2 separate regions of the Sus scrofa genome follow, and region 2 is linked to region 1. The links are chromatin contacts, called in public Hi-C maps. All regions are on one chromosome and are shown on one strand. Each heading gives the region's core, a stretch centred on a gene start, on an enhancer-like site or on the middle of the called end of the contact. The rest is flanking DNA. Distances are from core to core; before and after follow the strand shown. Region 1 holds the start of HAX1 (HCLS1-associated protein X-1). Region 2 holds the start of CRTC2 (CREB-regulated transcription coactivator 2).

Region 1 (2,851 bases), core at 26-2,525:
GAAACTGGAAAGCTGAAGCGAGCGTTAGAGAACTGGCCATCGTGTCTGTTTTGTTTTTATCAAAGCCAGTCCTCGCCTCGCGGCTCCCCCAAACATTTCCCCTCAGCTTTTCTTCAGCGTTCCCCAACCCCTCCCCTCTCTCCCAAGGTCCCGCTCGCTCACTGACCCCTTCCCCAGAGCTGCATTGTCTTCCCCACACTTGGGCCCCTGCTGCATCACCCCAGAACGGAGAAACGTTTAAGCGCCTGTTTCTCCTCTTAACGACTGCCTTGGTTACTGCCGCGGGGTGTGTGCTCAATGTTGTGACTTCTGCCCTCTCCGCAGGAGTTGCATGAGTGGGGAAAAGGATGTTTTTCCAAAAACAGTGTGTCAGGGGTCAAGCTTCCCTCAGCGGATCCCCCTCCCTTATCTGACCCGGACCCATTCTCACCTCCGAGGTCTAGAAAAGCCGAAAAATCCCCGAAAGAGATCAAAGAGGCTCATTCCCGTCGTGGGACTCGAACCTTCGAACCCCAAAGCCGGGGGGAGAAACCAAAGCTACGCCGTCGGAAATTGAGCGAAGCGTCAGACCACGCTGCCTGAAAGCAAGCCTGCGATCGGTCGGACACTGTCGTAAAACGACCGTAAGCGGGGCGTGGTTGAGGGCGGGGCAGGCCTATCGAATTCGAAAGGTTTTTTCTTTTACCCCACCTGTTCCCTGTGAAGGGAGTGGGTGTACTTAATTTTCGTTTTCCAACAGTCACCTGACTCCTAAGCCAATTCCTTCTGCCGACCAATGCGGTCGGTCCGACAGGGTGTCTCAAGGGTTTCACGCCGCCGGATGGCACCGGAGGCAGCCGCCAGAGGGCAGCCCATCCGCACAAATGAACTGGACCAAGGCCCTCCCTCACCGCCGGCTCACTACACCCATGGACTCCTCCTGGACCCGCCTCGGTTTTGTTTCCTGACTGAGCCAATTAAGTCTGATACCAGAGGGATGGACAAAACGTTGCATCAAGCTCCTTCTAATGTAGTGACTTCCCCAGAGTTGAGTAAAAGAAAAAGACTCAGGGAACGCAAGGACTTCTCTCTCCAGCTGTTAAGAATTCCTCTAATTCTTCCAGGCAAGCTCTGCAACCAGCAGGTTAAAGACTTCATAAGAGAGCAAGGGAACTCTTGGGAGGGAAAAATTGGGGGCTTTTAGTATCTTTTTCCTATCATTTGACTTTCAAAGCCTCTGCCTCCCTGTACCCCACCCCCATCCTAACCCTGGCCTGACTCTAGACTTCTTTTCAGGGGCTGGGTATTAGTTATGTGAAATGAAAGCACTCAAGCGTCAAGAACTACTGCTTCAGATTTGCTGGCCAACAACAGTGCATGTTGCCCTCATTTCTTTCCAGTTCATTTGCCTGGACCCATCTTAATTAAACTGATTCTGCAAAGCCATTTCTTTCAGTTTTCATTTAATCCTCTTCCGTTCCACCCAGTATCTGCTATCCATTCCACTCCCTTCACCGCCTAAAATCTGCTGTAGATCTGGAGAAAATGAAGATTTGCAGTGATTCTTTCCAGGCCACGCCGTGAAATTCTTAGGGGAGAACGGAAGGGAACCCCCTCAGGGGCAAGATACTAGCACATTAAGGTCGGAGTTCTTAAAGGGCGAAGATTTCATTTTATTCCACTGCCTTCGGGGCCTGCTAGAGAAGGCCCAGTTGGTACAGTAATACTTATTCACCAAGCTGGTCATCGACGAGACTGAGGATATCCTAGACGGAGCAAGAATGGGCAGAGGCTGAAGGTAGAGGTTTTCTTTTTATATATACAAGACACATTAATCCATTAAATTTGAAGACACAGTACAAAAAAAAAAAAAAAAAAAAACACTTCAACTAATTCATCTGACAATGCTGTTCATGTTCATGACACCATTTTTTGTTGTTGTTGTTTTGTTTCCTAATAATAAAGGAGGAGACTTAGGGCTGTTGGGCTGATATATATTTGGGGGTCCCCCCTCCCCACCTCACCCACACCACCAGGGTGAACAGGAGGAGGAGAAGGAAGGGCAGGGCCCACAGCAAAGTTTCATAATCTTGAATGCAAGAGGGGAGGAGGAGAGGAAAGGAAAAAAAAAAAAAAGAAGAAAATACAAATCCTATAATACATACAACAGAGTGGGGATGGTATGGGAATGGGACAGACATGAAGCTGAGGCATGGGGTGGGCCGCTGGGTGTGGGGGGCAGCGGAACCCCCCCACATTCCTTTCTCTCTTTGATGCTGTTTCCATAGTTGCCAGGCTGAGAAGCCCTCTCAGAAGATGGGACCGGGAGAAGAGGGTCAGGGCCTCAGTTGGCCCCCCAGCTGTAGCTGTTGTAGGCAGACTTGTTGGTCTGGGGCTTCTGCGGGATGGAGCTGGTCTGGCTACGTTGCCCGCTGCCCGTCTGCAGGGGAATGGGAGGATGAATGGGGAGGAAAAGTCTAGTTAGTGGGACAAATTTGTGACATCTTCAGGTGGAGATTTGGAAATTGTTTTACTCTCCCATTCCCCTTGCTTAGAGCTACTCTGAAGCTTATCCTTTTGCAACCATAGGAAATTTGATTTATACAGCAGCTAGAGCACCTCTGGCAAATAAAAAAGCACTTTCAAACTTCAAATAAGGGAAAGATGAAAAGAGGGCAGGATACTTTTAGAGACAAGATAGTGAATCCGTTCTACTCATTTTCAATTCCACCTTCTCCCCACGCCCCCAAATCCATCCTCCCCTGCTCCAAAGAAAGGCTACTCTCTAGAGAGAATTATGGCCTCTTGGAGATGAGTGATCACAAGGCAATTTCGCTTTCATTGATCTTTTCAATTTGGAGAGCTAGCTTTG
Region 2 (2,700 bases), core at 48-2,547, 260 kb after region 1:
GGAAATAGGAAGGGAGATATTGAGGACCAAAGAGTCCTCTGGGAGGTAGCGATGGAGCCTTTGGAATTATTCAGTTAATAAGAAGGATGTGGGCAGACAAGAGCTTGGCTCCTAGGCTCAGGGGGACACAAGATGGTCAAGTCACTAGAGACATGATCAAGGGACAATAGTATTAGGGAAGACATTGAGTGCTAGTATCAGGGGTCAGACACTACACAGAGGACAAGCTACCACTGGGGAGGCTGGAGGTGGGCACTCAGCTGCTGTGGGAGAGGGACAGAGAGGGCATAGGCCCAGAGTAGGCAGTCCTGTTGGTTCCAGTCCATTTCAGCCCTCTGTCACTTGGAGTGGACCCTTCCTACTTTTCGTATCTATCTTCCCAGTCCCTTCTCCCAGGAGACTAGTGCCAAATGGCCTCTTTCTGCCAGTTTTGGTACCTTCTCTGGCTTCTCCAGTCCTGCTCCCTCACTCTATTTTTAAAGTGCCAAATAAATCCCCTCCCTCTTTCTCAAAGCACAGTGATGGCACTGAGCCCTGCCCAGCACCTCAGTGGAGGGGGCCTGCTTGCTCTTTGTTTTGGTCCCAGATCCCGGGGTGGGGCAGAAATGTTTGCCAACTTGGGGTGGGGGGAAAGTTTGAAGAGCAACCGCCCCCTACCGCTGCTGCACCCTAGGAATACTGAACAGGAACGTGGTGCCCCATGCCCAGATGATAAACACTGAGCTGCCAAAAAATTTTTTATACCAGAGGATCCCAAGGGGGGAGGGGAAGGCTCACCCCCAGGGTTATTTTTGGGGAGGGAGGGGCTGTGTATAGGCCATATTCTTTAGAATCTATTTTACTAACTGACTTGTTTTGGGATATATTACCCAAATAAAACATGTTTCTATACATGTGTACAGTGTCTGACTTATTTTGGGGGGGAAGGGGTGGGCACGTTGCCAGTCCGAGAGGGCCTGAGTCCCAGATGTTTAGAGCTGTTTTGATACCCCGGGTCTGTTTGCATTCAGCCCTCTCTAGTCCCCTTCCCTGAAGATGACCAAATTTTTCCTCTAGTCTCTTCCTGCTTCCCTCCCTGTCTCCACCCCTTCCCTTTCCTCCCTCTTTCCCTCCTTTTCTCCCTTTTTAATCCCTCGCCCCTTCGCGTTTGTAGGCTCTGGGCCAATTTAGAACTACTTTTCCCAGCTTGCCCTGCGCGGGGAGGAGCCGGGAGGGAGGAGCAAAGTCCCCAGTTCCCGGAGTCGATAGGACTGCTGGGAAACGGTGTCCGTTTCCTCTCCCGTACTGCGTGACAGGGATTTTGAAAGGGTCACGTAAACAAACTACAACTCCCAGCGGTCCCCGCGCGCAACAGGTCAGGGCTAGGCTGGGGCCGGGTTCGCGGTGCTAGCTGAGGCGGCGGCGGCGGCTACGGCTGGAAGAGCCGGGCCGGGGCCCGCGGCGGAGGCCGTGGCTTGTATTGGGAGGGTGGCGGGGAGGGACTGGGGAGGAAGATGGCGACGTCGGGGGCGAACGGGCCCGGCTCGGCCACGGCCTCAGCTTCCAATCCGCGCAAGTTTAGTGAGAAGATCGCGCTGCAGAAGCAGCGTCAGGCCGAGGAGACGGCGGCCTTCGAGGAGGTGATGATGGACATCGGATCCACCCGGGTAAGGGGCCGCTCCGGGGAGCGGGAGCGGAGCAGAGCAGTTACCGAGCTGGGAGCCGAGAGGCGGGGCGGGGGCGGGAGCCTCAGCGAAGGAGGCGGAACGCGGCAGGGGGCCGCGGGCGCCGCTGTCTGGGAGGTGCGGGTGGAGGGCCGAGGGGCAGGAAGACGGATTTTGCCGGAGGAGATGAAAACAGCAGAGAGGTTGGGAGTTTGGGAAAGACTAGTGACTAAGTAAGTGAAGCAGGAGTGGACAGAGAGATGAGGTGGTCCCCGCAGCCCGACAAAGGTAGGAGGTGGGGTCCTTGTGCATCCCTGATTGAGTCCTCTCGGGGACTCTACTGAAGCACCTCCGATGTTGGATTATGGGATGGGTGGATGGCCTTCTTGCCCTAATCTGGCTCCTTTAAATTGGTGACCTCCTCTAATCTGGTCTCTCTGCACTCTTGTGCTACTCTCGGTACTTTGCTATCTCCGGGAAAGGGCCTCTTGAGTGGTTTGAACGGCAGCGCTGGGTACAGTGGGGCAGGAAGTCCCCTCCTGCGTCCCGTCCCTTTGCTTCCTTTTTCAAATACTTCTTGTGGTTTCCTGACGTGAATGAAGGTGAGGTCCATTGCTCACAGACTGGTGCGTGGTATTTTGCCCTGGCCGCCTTGGAGGAGAGATAGGGCTTTGAATCTCAAAAGGGGGTAACCAGTTGGCTATAGGTTATGTGGAACCTGATGGTTTGCTGAACTTTCTAGGGAGATGGCTGTTTTGTGGGTCAGTTTTGAGGTGCCTTGGGGGGGGGTCTTCTATGTGTAGGGAACACTGATTCTTGGGAAGTTGCAGAAAGAAGGCATCCTGGCAGAGTTGCCTCTGAAGCCCCTCTGACCTCGGTTTCTTGCTTCCCAGGGCTGGATGTCAGAGAGAGTGAGGGGTGGGAGTTTGCCCAGCTGGTGTGCAGTCCTAATTTAGAGACACATTATTCTCAAAACAGCAGGTGAGGCTATTGCAGTGCTCCCTCATGGCAGGGAGATAGAAGTTAGGAGGAGATGGATGGTAGAACATACATAACA

The links. A called contact is a pair of places that touch in the nucleus more often than the background predicts.
Region 2: a contact with region 1 is called in a Hi-C map of skeletal muscle, with 9 times the contacts expected there. The contact joins the promoter of CRTC2 here to the promoter of HAX1 in region 1. A contact is called at or near these places in 2 of 47 Hi-C or Micro-C datasets (embryonic fibroblasts and skeletal muscle) and 1 of 2 datasets of contacts at active chromatin or transcription factors (alveolar macrophages).

The regions. Positions count from the first base shown.
Region 1 is chr4:95,469,697-95,472,547 of Sscrofa11.1, forward strand. It overlaps HAX1 (HCLS1-associated protein X-1), which reads right to left and starts at 1,276. Exons shown (of 6, transcript XM_021089792.1): 1 at 431-1,276. The coding sequence starts at 483. It overlaps UBAP2L (ubiquitin-associated protein 2-like), which reads right to left. Exons shown (of 27, transcript XM_021089781.1): 27 at 1,426-1,745. The coding sequence ends at 1,707.
Region 2 is chr4:95,732,932-95,735,631 of Sscrofa11.1, forward strand. CRTC2 (CREB-regulated transcription coactivator 2) reads left to right here and starts at 1,298. Exons shown (of 13, transcript XM_021089801.1): 1 at 1,298-1,646. It overlaps SLC39A1 (zinc transporter ZIP1), which reads left to right. Exons shown (of 4, transcript XM_001929505.4): 4 at 1-893.